Linked DNA regions of Mus musculus: all the other regions are linked to region 1. A link is a contact called in public Micro-C and promoter capture Hi-C data. All regions are on one chromosome and are shown on one strand. Each heading gives the region's core, a stretch centred on a gene start, on an enhancer-like site or on the middle of the called end of the contact. The rest is flanking DNA. Distances are from core to core; before and after follow the strand shown. Region 1 overlaps Txnrd1 (thioredoxin reductase 1). Region 2 overlaps Chst11 (carbohydrate sulfotransferase 11). Region 3 holds the start of Glt8d2 (glycosyltransferase 8 domain containing 2).

Evidence for each region. Promoter capture Hi-C pulls out the DNA fragments that hold promoters and counts their contacts. A called contact is a pair of places that touch in the nucleus more often than the background predicts.
Region 2: a contact with region 1 is called in a Micro-C map of the AtT-20 cell line, with 5 times the contacts expected there. The contact joins two enhancer-like sites. A contact is called at or near these places in 1 of 15 datasets of contacts at CTCF or cohesin (large pre-B cells), 12 of 484 Hi-C or Micro-C datasets (the AtT-20 cell line, the BV-2 cell line, the G1E-ER4 cell line and 9 more), 2 of 115 datasets of contacts at active chromatin or transcription factors (acute myeloid leukemia and astrocytes) and 1 of 9 other capture datasets (liver).
Region 3: a contact with region 1 is called in a promoter capture Hi-C map of liver, with 4 times the contacts expected there. The contact joins the promoter of Glt8d2 here to the enhancer-like site in region 1. A contact is called at or near these places in 13 of 39 promoter capture datasets (the C10 cell line, the HPC-7 cell line, HPC-7-derived erythroid cells and 8 more), 9 of 484 Hi-C or Micro-C datasets (B cells, CD8 T cells, the N1E-115 cell line and 4 more), 9 of 115 datasets of contacts at active chromatin or transcription factors (craniofacial prominence, effector CD8 T cells, embryonic limb bud and 5 more) and 3 of 9 other capture datasets (adipose tissue, embryonic stem cells and liver).

The regions. Positions count from the first base shown.
Region 1 is chr10:82,897,393-82,901,788 of GRCm38.p6, forward strand. It overlaps Txnrd1 (thioredoxin reductase 1), which reads left to right. Exons shown (of 15, transcript NM_001042513.1): 15 at 1-332. Among named protein-coding and RNA genes, the nearest start is that of Eid3, 33 kb to the left of the region's middle. Within about 2 kb of position 2,734, at least 151 of the 459 cell types and tissues checked have an H3K27ac peak or open chromatin away from gene starts, as enhancers often do. A contact at or near this core is called in the AtT-20 cell line, B cells, CD8 T cells and 6 more, where this site is marked.
Region 2 is chr10:83,067,041-83,071,373 of GRCm38.p6, forward strand. All of the region lies in intron 1 of Chst11 (carbohydrate sulfotransferase 11), which reads left to right. Among named protein-coding and RNA genes, the nearest start is that of Chst11, 84 kb to the left of the region's middle. Within about 2 kb of position 2,916, at least 63 of the 459 cell types and tissues checked have an H3K27ac peak or open chromatin away from gene starts, as enhancers often do. A contact at or near this core is called in the AtT-20 cell line, where this site is marked.
Region 3 is chr10:82,688,700-82,693,514 of GRCm38.p6, forward strand. Glt8d2 (glycosyltransferase 8 domain containing 2) reads right to left here and starts at 1,951. Exons shown (of 10, transcript NM_029102.3): 1 at 1,790-1,951.

The DNA.
Region 1 (4,396 bases), core at 1,484-3,983:
GTGTTGAAGACAGTGGGAAGAGGAGAAAGGACCAGGGAAACCAAGGGAGTTGACTGTTCAGTTTTATTTATTTATTTTTTAAGTTTTTTTTTCCTTTCAAGTCTGCCAGTCTCTGAGATCAGAACAACAGACAGTGTAGGGTAACTAATCATGTGATTCTCTTAGTGGAATGAAATGTTCTACCCCCACAAGAAGGAGTATACGTCATTGTTCATATTCTGTAATCGCACAATGTATTGTAATGCAAATTCCAATTCCATGTATTTTTATTACAATTTTTCTGGAAAAAAATGTGAACCAATAAAAGATGTTGATGCACACGCGTGCCTTCTGACTGAGTGGTGCTCTGGGCTTCTTTGACACCGCACAGGGCTGAGTCAGGCTTTGTATTGAAGGCTGAAGTCTTGTCGTCTCATACCTCTGGCGCCATGCGATTGCCCGGGCAGCATCAGCTGAGGGTATCCGTACAGGCTGGCGGTTCTTCAGTTCTGACTGGTCCTTCAACCCTGGTCTTCCGGGAAGCAAAGCCATCCACACCGTGAAGTCACCTTCTGGGTGTCCCAGCAACGTGTGCATGGAGAGCTGGTGCGTCTCGCTCCAGGTGGCCGTGAGGGTGTGCGGTCTTCCTGTCCACCCACCTAATATTTCCCCAGACCCTGGAAATGTAATCTCTGTGATTTCAGCCGCGCCTACCACAGTGTTGACGTCACAGACTCTTTGCTTGCGTGTACGAGCCGAGCCGCAGTAGCACCAGTCATTAAGCAGAAGCCCCACCCTGTCTTCCCAAAATGCATTTGCTTTTTACCCTGAGCAGCTGCAGGCTACCATCAGTAACAGCCCCGCCAGTGCTCCTAAAGCCAGGCACAGGGCTGGACACACACAGCTGGCTTATCCTCACAGTGCCCTGACAGCCCCCTGACAGGAGGTGGGAGTCACTTTTTTCAGGATTTTAGCCAGTTTTTCAGGATTTTAGCCAGTTTTTGGATACCAGGTTGGAGGCCAGAATCGAGCCTTTGGCACCAAAACTCAGCCTCAGTTCCCTTGTTACACCTTGACAGGCAGGTGTAACTTTAATTTTTTTTAATCTTTATTTGTTTATTTATTTATTTATTTATTTATTTATTTTTTCAAGACAAGGTTTCTCTGTGTAGCCATGGCTGTCCTGGAACCCACTTTGTAGGCAAGGCAGGCCTCGAACTCAGAAATCCGTCTGCCTCTGCCTCCCGAGTGCTGGGATTAAAGGCGTGAGCCACCACCGCCCGGCTCTTCATCTTTATTTTTAATGATGGTTCTTAAACATTATAACCTCCCTTTTAGCCTATCACCCACTAGAGGTAGTGGGAAAGAAAGGATAGGGGCGAAGTGGACCTGTTTAGAAAGGTTCTGTGTTGTCTGGAAGTCAGCAGGCAGCGACAGCTCATCCACTCGGAAACACTTCCCAGACAACACCAGCAGTCCAGACAAATCAGTATCAAAGTCAGGAGAGCAAACACAAATCAGCATTGGTGGTACGACCTAGCAGAAACAGCCAGGCCTCAGCCTTAGCACAAGTTAGCAGGAGGGACCAGGAAGGACCCCAGAAGACTCTGAGATCCACTAGCCCTCTCTGTAAGCAAGCCTAGCTCCGCCTCCTAGCTCCTCCTGTCCTCGGAGTCCTATTTATACTCCCTCCTCCTGTCCACGGAGTCCTATTTATACTCCCTCCAAACAAACATCACATGCCCTCCTCGGATCTTACTTCAGCATTCGTGTCTGTCTCAGCTGATATCCCTCTGCCAATCAGCCTGATTCCTCGGAAGCAGCAAAAAAACTGCAGCACACCACCAGAACTTTTTTGGTGTGTTCCTCTCTATAGGCTCCTGACAAATGCAGCTCAACTATGCCATGTAAGGCAGACCAACACATGTGCGTCATTAGCAAAGAACCCTTCATCATTTGTCTTTTCACGTGCTTTAGCAGAACATCCTCTCCTGTGTCTGCGTCAGCTAAATGTTGTCTGCCTTAGCCATTCACACCTGTGTCCACTTCATGTGTTTGCCCCAGCAAAACACCATCCAACCGACTTTCCAGAGAACCCTTCCGTTTCCACTTCATCTTTGAGTGGCAGTGCTGTGAAGGGGGTGGGGGGAGCAGCCTGGAGGACAGGAGCACTGATACACATACAGGGAGTGCTCACTATTGCCTGGGCTGAGGGTCACACTTCCGCCTCACCCCAATCCCTGCCCTGGGTGTCTTAGTTTGGGTTTCATTGCTGTGAAGAGACACCATGACCAATTCAATTCTTATAAAGGAAAACATTGAATTGGGGCTGGCTTCTGGTTTCAGAAGTTCAATCCCTTATCATGGGGAGCATGGCAGTGTTCTGGCAAGCATGGTGCTGGAGGAGCTCAGGGTTCTGCATCTTGATCCAAAGGCAGCAGAAGGAGACTGACTGGTTGTAGCTTGCACATACATAGGAAATCTCAAAACCTGCCCGCACAGTGACACACTTCCGCCAAACAAGGCCACGCCCACTTCAGCAAGGCCACACCTCCGAATAGTGCCACTCCCCATGAGCCTATTGGGGGTCATTTTCATTCAAACCACCACACTGGGGAATTGCTGGTTAGTGTTTCTTGTCAAGTGGACACAAACTAGAGTCACGTGGGGAGCGAGAGGACCACTGAGGAACTGCCCTGTTCAGACTGGTCTGTGGGTTTGTCAGTGGGGCAGTGCCCAGACAAATGATTGATGTCGGATGGCCCGGCCCACTGTGGGAGGTGCCATCCCTGGGCTGGCAGCTCTTGTGTAAGGAAGTCAGTAAACAGCGTTCCTTATGGCGCAGGTTCTCAACCTTCCTAAGGCTGCAACCCTGTAACATAGTTAGTTCCTCATGTTATGGTGACCTCCAACCACAGAGAGCCATCGCTCTACAGTCTCTGCTTCAGTTCCTGTCTGTAGGTCCCTGTGCTGACGTCACTCGGTAACCGATTGTTACCTGCGAGTGTAAGTTGAAGTAAGCCTTTCCTCCCCGTTAGTTTTAGTCAGCATTTTATCACAGCAACAAAAGAGCAAACTAGGGCAGTAAGTGACAGGCAGCCAGCTAGCTTTGGGCACATTGTGTTTCCACCTCATTCCTGACCTAGACCACCTGGGGCTGAACCCCAGCTCTGCCTCCCGGTGGACAGCCACTGATGGAGACTCTGCTTAGTGTCACTGTTCCCTCAGGTCCCTCATCTGTAAAATGTGAGCTCATACTTTGCAAGCTGGCAGACAGATCCACCTTTTGTTCAGTAATGAGCCGGAAGCTGAAAGACTGAAGTGTTGTACCAGGGCCCCACTCTTACCCTCTCCACCCGGCTTTTCAAAGGTGCTTGAATTCGCCAATGCTCCCTGCCAACCAACTCTCATGGAGGAATTTTACACTTTCTTGGGACTGAGAAAGCACGCTGTGACATACCGTAGATTGTAATGCTCCCTCCCCTTGTTTCCATGGCAACTGCCCCTTTCCGACTTTCCCTGCATCTCTTGCTGATTTATATTGCCTGTATCAATTCTTCCAACATCCCTTCAGACTATTCTGATCAAATTGCATAACAACCCAATACGTGTTACTGTGTGCCTACTCCTTTGATCTTCAGAGGGTCCGGTAGGAGTGGGGGCTCAGCAGGGTCTGCCAGTGAGGAGAGAAAGTGGGTATCAGGGGGTTCTCAGTCACCCATGAGCATTGTTTTGTTTTTTGTTTTTCGAGACAGGGTTTCTCTGTGTAGTCCTGGCTGTCCTGGAACTCACTTTGTAGACCAGGCTGGCCTCAAAATCAGAAATCTGCCTGCCTTCGCCTCCCGAGTGCTGGGATTAAAGGTGTGCGCCACTACGCCAGGCTATCCATGAGCATTGTTAATGTTGCTAAGATAGCGGCAGCTGGGTCATCCCAACCACTAAGTACCACGAACAAAAGCCCAGCATTTGCCAAAATGCTTATTTAAAAAAAAAATGCTTCTGAAGGTGAAGGCACAAACCTGAGTAAAGAAGCACAATGACCCGCTCTTTCACTGCCTACACCGAAGGCTCTCAGCCTGGAGCCAGTTGGATCTGGTTCCCAGACAGCTGAAGATAGGGTGCTGAAAGATGGCAGTTCAGAAATACAAACGTGCTGGAGAGTGAAGACTTCCGAGTAGGCCTGAGGGGCTATGGAGAGAAGCACTGCGCAAGAGAACCTGGAGGCGCTCCATCACACGCTGGAGCTCCACAGGCACAGGGGACCCCTGCGCCTGAGATGGTCTGCCCCCTGCTGTCTGCCCTAGGAACAGCAGGCTAGCTCCTACCAGACTACCAGCGAGTTTTATAAGGACAGACATTTGAATGAACAGGGACCCAGAGCCACTAATCCATGGTCAGATGACTTGCTAGAACTGAG
Region 2 (4,333 bases), core at 1,666-4,165, 170 kb after region 1:
AGACCTGGGTTATTTGACCTATTTTCCATCATGGGGGAAGTGAAGAAGTCTCGTTTTTATTCTAATACCCAGGCGAGCATGGGAGCGATGGCTTGGTAATTATATTACTTGTGGTGCAAGTATGAGTAGCTCAGTTAAATCCTGGAAACCATGTAGAATTCTGGGTGTGCTGACCTGCGCTTGTAATCCCCACACTGGGGAGGCAGAGACAGGTGGATCCTGGGCTCAATGGCCAGCTAATATAGCTTAATTTGTGAGCCCTAAGCACCAGCAGGGGACCTTGCCTTAAAACACAAAGAAAACCAAACAAAACAAAACAGGAACCTAGCTCAGATCTCAAAGGACCAACTCACCCATGATTCTATGAAAGAAGCTAAGATCTGAGGAGCTAGGAACACCTAGTCAGGCCTTGGGCACAGCGACATGAAAGCTGCTTCCGAACCTGAAATAGAAGTGGCTCTGGGTTGTCTGCCAGCCTGCAGCTTGTGTTGGAAATGATTTTTGCTCTGCTGGAGTCTAACTGCAGACAGTTTCCTATATTCTCTGTGTGGTTATTGTCACTGAACGCTTGTTCTCTGACAGCTGCCCTGCTTTGGGCTTAGCCTAGGCAATTTTTACCTAATCAGTACAACTGTCTCCCGAGCTGGGTCCCATGATAAGGTTGTTTGTGGGATGGCGAAAGGGAGGCCGAAAGGAAATCAGAGGAAGAATTTGAACTTGGGGTTTGAACTCCAGAACTCCCACTTAATTTCTGACATGCTTGAACAGCCAGCTCTGTAGCTTCTACATACAGCTGGTCATTCACCTGCTACCTTCATGGCTGGGGCCTCCTCCCAGGAAGACAGACCGATGGCTGATGACCTGGTTGGTGGTCATGTCGATGTGACACAGAATGGAATCCTTTGGCAGACGTGGATATTGGGGTAGAGTGGTGCACACTGGCACAAGAGGCTACAGCAAAAGGCACATGGCAGGATCCCGGGATAGCCAAGGGCGTCGATTAGGAGACTATGAGTACCTTTAGCCTCTCTGCTGCCATCAGGGACATATCTAGCTTCATAGAGGTTCAGAAAGTGATCCCACTTCTGCTTCTCGATGCTCCGAGTTATGGTCTTGCTCAGCCTGCCGGGCTTGCCTCTAGACTCCCCAGGGCGTGTGACGACTTTCTTACTGCTTTATAAATTGGGCAGGTTTGGTGTTTTCAGAATTAAGGTGTTTTTGCATATTTCTCAACAATATCAAAACTATTCAAAGTTTGTGTTCAAGAGGCTTTGGCGGCCTATTATTATTACAAATTTTATTTACATTGGTGTTCTGCCTACATGTATGTCTGTGTGAAGGTTTCAGATCCCCTGAAACTGGATCTGAGTACTGAGACTTGAACCTAAGTCCTTTGGAGGAGCAGCCAGTGCTCTTGACTGCTGAGCCATCCTTCCAGCCCCCTTGCTTTGGCATTCTTTGGTTCGGTCCTTACATCCCAGAAGGCCCTGGTCCTCCCACCATGGAGCTCCACTGTTAGGGCAGGGTCACTGGGTGCCCATAGGAGCATACAGGGACACTGTTTTGTGACTTCCTGCACTGCTGGCAGGAGACAGAGCAGGTGACATGCGTGACTGAGCATGGCCTCTTGGCACCTTGTCGAAACACAGTAAGAGCTCTGCCACGCGTTTCAGTCAGGCCTTCAGTTTTCCTCTCTGTGGCACAACCCGTGGAAGGTTCCTCTGTTCAAAATGAGTAGGTGACATAAAGTGACCACTAAAACCAAGCGCAGCGTGAAACACACACTCAAATATATAGTCTCTGTTCCCTCCACTGTGGCCTCTGCTCCTGAGAGAGCCAGGGCTTGTCATCTTTTCGGATTTGTCTTTGTGTTTCACGAGTTGTACCATAAGCCTCTCCTGTTTGCTATGAATCTTCATTGCTCTGCACATGGGTCCTTTTAGTAGTCCAGCCAGCCTTTCCCTCTGCTCCTGGAAGCTACACAGGATGTGACTGAGCCCTGGCGTGGCCCTCTGAGGAGCAGTGTTCAGGGGCAGGGTTTGGTGGAGGTGGTAGTGCAAAGTTTCTTGTTCTTGCTGTTTTTTGCAGAAGACCAGAGCTCTGTGTTTGGTGATTTTTGTTGGGAGCCATGGTTGGGAGGGATGTGCCATGGTCCTTCCTGGCTCTGGAGTGTGTCGGTGGTGGGCCTTTCTTACTAGGAGTTGAGTTTTTATTTGTATTCACAAGCTATTCCTATGTGAGAGAATATTCTGGAACTTGCTGCTTGGGCTCTACTGGATGGAGATTGAGAAGCTGCAAGAGCAAGGCAGAGTTTGCTTCCTGTCTTCCAAGAGCTGAGTCTACACAAAGATGGCATTGCCTAAGATGGGAGATGGATCTTGTCAGTGTTTTAGTTCCTCTCAATAAGCTACTTGTTTTTTATCATGAGAGGTGACTTTGATGATGGGGCCCTAGGGCTTCTGGTGGCTTGTGGTGGGAGGAGCACCCCCCCCCCAGGTGCCTCTGAACTTCCATCCTGGAATGTTCTAAGAGGTGGTCTCAGATGTCTCCATGTTCTCTGAGACTTTATAGACTGTCTCCCTATAGTCACCAGTGGCCCAGAAAGCCCCATCATCATCGTCGTCATCGTTGTTGTTGTCATCATCATCACCCTTGGGGTTAGAGGAGCCTGCAGAAGTCTGGAATACAGCTGCAAGGTAGCTTTGGCATAGTCTGCACTCTTAGACACAATGTAGCACCGTTAGACAAAATGTGGCAGTCACTCTTATTCCTGCCAGTCTCTTGAGATCTTTCCTGGAGCAGGTGAGGCCTGTCACTGGGCTGGACACACTGTGAGGAGACAGAAACCATGGCTAAGGAGCTGGGGTGACTCACCAGGCCTCTAGAACCGAAGCCAGCAGGGAAAGAGCATCTGCTCTTCTGTGTGCAACCTCTTTTACAACACTCTAGCTGCTGCGGTCCAGCCAGCCCCGCCCTCTGCAGTGTGGGAGGGCAAGAGCTTGGAAGCTGTTCCCTGACCCTGTGACCTTTGTGCAGATTAGCTCCGTGACTCTGCGCTCCCTTGTATGGGGAATCCAGAGAATTCTTCAAAGGCAAGAACCTGAGGCATCCCATTCCTGGTAAATGACTTCTTTCTCTCCTCCCTCCTGAAAGCCCTATCTCACACACCTCAGAAGTCATTGTGGTCTTCTGTGTGAAAGTCTATTTTTTGAGGTGACAGAGGTGATTTGTCTGTAAAACGAAAGCCTCTGAGTCATTCTTATCCCAGTGCTTGATCCTAAGGAAGTTGTAAAGTTATAGAAATTGAGACCTAGAGCTTTAATCATCTATCATAAAGCAGGTATTCTTGTTAAATGGGTAAATGAACTCAGAAACACACACATGCACACACACCACTAGATTGGTAGAGAAGTTCAGATTGGTCTGGTCTGATGGGATATATGTGGGATGGTGGTCTTCAAATGATGTTCCCAAATATTTGAAGTCTCCCACACTTCAATCCAACAGGTTCTATCGAGTTGTGTGCCTTTTGTGGGACCCAGGAAGCTCAGGTGGGTTCTTGAGAAGTTGGTCTCACTTTGCTTTGTAGACAAGTAGGTAGGGGTGTGTGTGTGTGTGTGTGTGTGTGTGTCTTGTAGCCAGATGCCTGGGTTTGAATGATCTTTTTTATGTTCTCCTGTCCCTGAGAGCTGAGAAGCCATGCCTCCATTTCTTATGTGAAATAGAGATTATAACAATACTGCCTCTGTTGCTATAAGGTTTGATGAGCCGTACAAAAGGCCACTCAGAGGGGTGTTTGGCACAACATTCAGGTACTTCACTTAGTGGGTACCTAACAAACCTGAAAGAGCTACTTCATCTTAAAGGCTCCCAAGAATGAGATTTAGAGGTGGAGAAGCAATATATGGCGGATAAGAGCCTTGTGGAACCACATTGCCTGGGACTGGGCCCCAGTTCTGCCTTCTTTGCTGTGTGGTCTTGGGCAAGTCACATAACCACTCTGATTCTAAAGGATATTTTCTGTCAAATGGTCAAGACCCAAACAGGGTCAAGACATTCAGGCCACAAAGCAACAATGCTGCCACTGCATTTCTTAGAGAGGCCCGTCTGCAGTTCTTTGATCAAAATCTGTAAAATCGCAGGATGCCAACATCCAAGGAGCCTCCAGTCTCATCCGGTCTCAGTAGCATGGAAAATTCCTGGCTTAGAGTTCAGCAAATGGGCAGCAAACCACAATCAAGGTTGGCTAGAGTTACTGCTGTGGCCTCTGAAGTCCCCATCCCATGCCAAAGCTGAGGGGCAGACAGAGGTGCCCCGTGAGGACACCAGAGGA
Region 3 (4,815 bases), core at 701-3,200, 210 kb before region 1:
ACAAGCTGCTGTTGAATGATTTCAACATTAGAGACTATGCTTAATGCACTGGGAGAAACGTCATGAGCAGTGTAACTGAACAAGAGATACCTCGCGTGCTGTGAACGTCTCCCATAGGGCACCATCACCCCCAAAGCTTCTATACCATCTCCCCAAACTGACTTAAGGGTCAAGTCCTAAGCGCTTGAACTTTTGGAACCACAGACATCGCATTTAGAGGAAGAACACAGCACCCCCGTGGCTGCTCACCAGAAGTGCTATCAAATAGGATTTCATAAAGGAGCCAACATGAAAACAAGTGTGGTCAGAACAGCGAGTACCAGAGCATGTGCCAAGCCATGTTCATGTATGTGATAAAATGACTCAAGTTTGGGAACTGCCACATGCTAAAATGTCCTTAAGTGGCATTCTTTGTTGAGATATTTCTCAGGACCTTTAAAGTGTTTTTCTAGTTTTTGCTCTGTCTGAAGGGGCTTGGAGCTCCTTCTCCAGTGGGACTACATCCTCTTAAACATCCTTTGAAATATTCTGACATCAAGGAAGCAATAAGAGAACGATGTTTCTTGGGAATGAGGAATGAAAACGGTGACTTAGTGAACATGCCTTTCAGAGAGGAGGATGAAGAGCGGAGATGTGTGTGTGTGTGTGTGTGTGTGTGTGTGTGTGTGTGTGTGTGTGAGAAAGAGAGAGAGAGAGAGAGAGAGAGAGAGAGAGAGAGAGAGAGAGAGAGATGGAGGGTTTAGGTATTATTGTGGAAGGATGAAGAAAGCAGGGTCCTGGGGAAAAAACATGTTGGGAGATGAGGAACACTCAAAAACATCAGAATGTCCGGGGCAGGGACCTGTCCAGTTCAGCATGTGTCACTTCTGTGACCTTCATTGTCATTATCAGCATTGCCAGGGAAGCTGGCCCTATGTGCCACATTTACTTTGTATCTGTGTGTCACATGTTACATTGTATCACTTTATTTCCATTTTGCAGATAGGAAAATGTAGGCACATGGATGAGATATGACCAGAATCAGGCTTATGAAAGTCTTCCCAGGTGGCACACAGCCCACACTTTCATTACTGTAGGGCACAGCTCTGTTGTTGGCTGTATCAGAGGGAGAACTAGAATTCCATTATGTAATACCAAAAGGATATTTCGAAGAAGCGCAATACCAAAACATTTCGAGAAGAAAAAAAAAAAAAAAAAGGCAAAACCAACCCACCAGCGTCCTATTGGCCAGCAGGCTGCATAGGACAAACATCCTGCGTCTTTGGATGCTAAATCAAACACTGTGACTCCCATACCACAACAAAACCACAGAATTAACTGCCAGTTCTCTTATTGGGTATGGAGGCCCCTGAAGAGTTTCTCAGGACAGATTCCAAAAACATGAATCATAACTCAGTTATGTCATTTTGGCTCAGAAACAGACTCACATTAAATGCGAACACTGATCTCTGTCATGTCTAACTCCTGATCCCCAATGCAACTTAAAATCCAATGCAAACGAACAAACAAATCACCATTAGGGCAGAGATGGGAGAATAGGGCTAGCCTCTGCTCTGCAAAAATAGCAAGATGTGAAAAGCTTATACAGTGAGCGTCTTGGGTTTGCTGCAATAGAAAGGTTCTTTACGATGTTACATTACAAACTAGGGGGCTTCTGGAGGCTGAGGCTGTGAAGGGGGCAGTCTGCCTCCTCCGAGTTACTTCTCTGAGTTCACAGCAAAATAAACAAGTGGTGTAGACAGAAAGGGTGAAATGGAAAGATTATCTTGCTTGTAATTGCTGTATTTACCTGATGGATGTGAGGGTAGGCTTTGGGCAACTTGGTCCAGAACCGCTGCAGAGCTGAGCATTCAAACTGCGGCTGGCCTCGCGGGACCACTAAGCTGCCTGTTGCTTCAGCTGCTTCCCAGATCCCATTGGAAATCCCAAATGGCTTGCGAGCCCTGAGTGTGCCTCAGCCGTCCACACCCACCTCCGCTTGCGCTTGCGTTGCCTGAATGGCTCGGGTTTCTTCCACTCCTGCAGCCTCTGGGAACCCAAGCCTTGTGCAGGCAGAGGCTGCTCCTGAAACGCTTCCAGATGTGCTCGTCCTGAAGGCAGGGCAGGTTGGCTGGCTGGGGCAGACTTCCTCTCTCGGCTTTCTCTTGCAGTCTGCGTGTGAAACTCTCAGCAAAACAGGGCTGTTCTGGAGTAAAAGCTGCAAACCTAGGGAAGAACAAATGTTTGGAAAGTGAATTTATACCGTCGTGCGTCTAGTGTAAATTTCTAATTTCAGCCAGGTTCTTGCTGAGAATCTTTGAAATCTCCTGTGTGTTGAAATGTTACCATGGCAAATCATGTCTCAGACAACCATCGTCTTTTATTGAGGCTGTGATAAAGACAGAAGCTTCCAGGTGGGGTGTATTCCCTCTGGAGGGGAGAGGCATCAGTCAGGGGGCAGACTTGGTGGCAACACTGCTGTTCTGTGGTTTTGCAGTTGATCCCCAGAAATGTAGGAATGGTACCAGAGCTTTGCCCAGGATCATGGAACATATTCCACAATGGCTTCTCTCTAACTTTCATAAGGAACTCCTCGATGGCTGCCTCCATCACAAGCAGTCACTTCCTTCCAATCACATGGAACTTTGAACATTGATAAAAACAGATTCATACCTTCTGCTTCATTTTGTTCTCTCAGTGTGTTAGGTAAGCTAAATTTTGCTCCACATTTCAGATTCCAGCCAAATTTGGGTCCTCTGAAAGAGCAGCAAGTGCTCTTAACCACGGCCACAATTTTCCAAGTTTTAAATTCTTTCAGCCTTCTCTTCTGTGATATTCCTTGAGCCTCACATAGAGACGAAGAGTTGATATAGAGTCCAGATTAGCGCTTAGCACTCAATGCAGTTGTCATAGTTCGTATCGTTTGGGGAGACTCTGGCCTCCCATAACCATTGACTCATAGGGTGTTATCACATGCCTGGGATTTTCATTTGATAACCATGCCTTCTGGGAGTCACATTGCCCACTCATGAGGGTATCAGATGTGGTAGAGTGGTCCCTCAGACAGGTCCCAAGGCAGTACCACAAACAGGACTGTAGGCTGATGCCTGTTCAGTTCAGTTCACTCCCAAGATCACCTCATCTGTACCTCTCATCTACTCAAGAGGATGCCTGGCATTGAATTATTCTACTATTGGATAAGTGGATGATTGGCATGAGTTTCAAGACTGAAATAGTAACTGTTTTCATAGGACCTACTTCTCATATTAACTGAAATCTCTCTGGTCATTATTTTCGAACCCTTTCCTCTGGTCCCTAATGTATGACTCCCAGTCCCTTTCTCTCCTATTCCTGCCATGCCTTGAGGACACAAGAGGTTTCTTATCTATGACCAGCATTTCCATCTTGTATGGTGGATTCCTCCTCCTTATGATGTAAACGAGAAGAAAAAGAAACTCAGGCCATCAGTGACACCTCAATGGTGCAAGGGTACACTGGAGCTCAGTTGTTAGATTTATTTACTATTGCAGGTTTTCAGTCTCTCCATCTATTAGGAGTTCTGCTAGAAGAGGCCTAACAGAACCAAGGGTGAAAATGTATCGTGCATGCCAGGTGGTGGTGACTGGGTTCCAGGGCATAAAGATCTGGTCTGGTCAGTTAAAGTAAGGGCTTTAAAAAAAATGTCTCTCCTGAGCAGTGGCGACACAACCCTTTAACTCCAGCACTCTGGAGGCAGAGGCAGGTGAATTTCTGAGGTGGAGGCCATTCTGGCCTACAGATTGAGTTCCAGGACAGCCAGGGCTACACAGAGAAACCCTATCTCAAAAAAAAAAAAAAAAAGAAGGAAAGAAAGAAAGAAAGAAAGAAAGAAAGAAAGAAAGAAAGGAAGGAAGGAAGGAAGGAAGGAAGAAAGGAAGGAAGAAAAGAAGAAAAAGAAAGAGAAAAGAAAAAAAGAAAAGACAAAGAAACTCCATTATGATGTAAAATACTCAGAAAAGCCCCAATAAATGGAAACAAGTATTGCTGGTGCTTTCAAATAATATTTAAATAGAAGTTTAAAAATAATATTTAATTAATGTAATAATAGCTTTATATTTAATAGTTAATTGATAAAAATTAATCTGTTCAAGCTATATATCATCATGATGTGATACACACACCCACAAACTGTGTAATGATTCCAAGTCAAGTTAACGCATCAGCATATATGTTGTACATTAGATTCCCAGAGTAAGGTCTTTTTTTTTTAACATGTTCATTTTATATCCTGCTCACTGCCCCTGTGAGTATGATCATCTTACAGCTGTAAGTTGGTACCCTTTGACAAATATCTACCCATTTTTCCTACCCTCCTGGTCCCGTACCTGGCAAACATGATTCTACTCTCAGTTTCTTTAAGTTCAACAATTTTAGATTCTCTATATAAGCACTTACAGTGTTTGCCTTTCTTTGTCTGGGTTATTTGACTTAGCAGATTGTTAAGTTTCAACCATATTGTTCCAAATGTCAGGGTCTTCCTTTTCTGCCTGAGAAATAGTCCATTATACAAATGTGCCATGATTTCTGTGTCCAGTCATTCATTACTGGACACTTAGATGGTTTCCATAGCTGAGTTATTGTGAGCAGTATTCAGTGAGGCTAGGAGCACAGGTCTCTCTGCATGGGCTGGGCTAAGTGAAAGACTCATGGATGGGAAGCACTCAGTTCACAACCAGAACCAAAAACAAAACAGGCGTTTCATCGACTTATTGATTTCATTCCTTTTGGATGTATACCAAGAAATTGGAGTTGCTGGATTATACTGTAATTTTTAATTTGTGTGTGTGTGTATGTGTG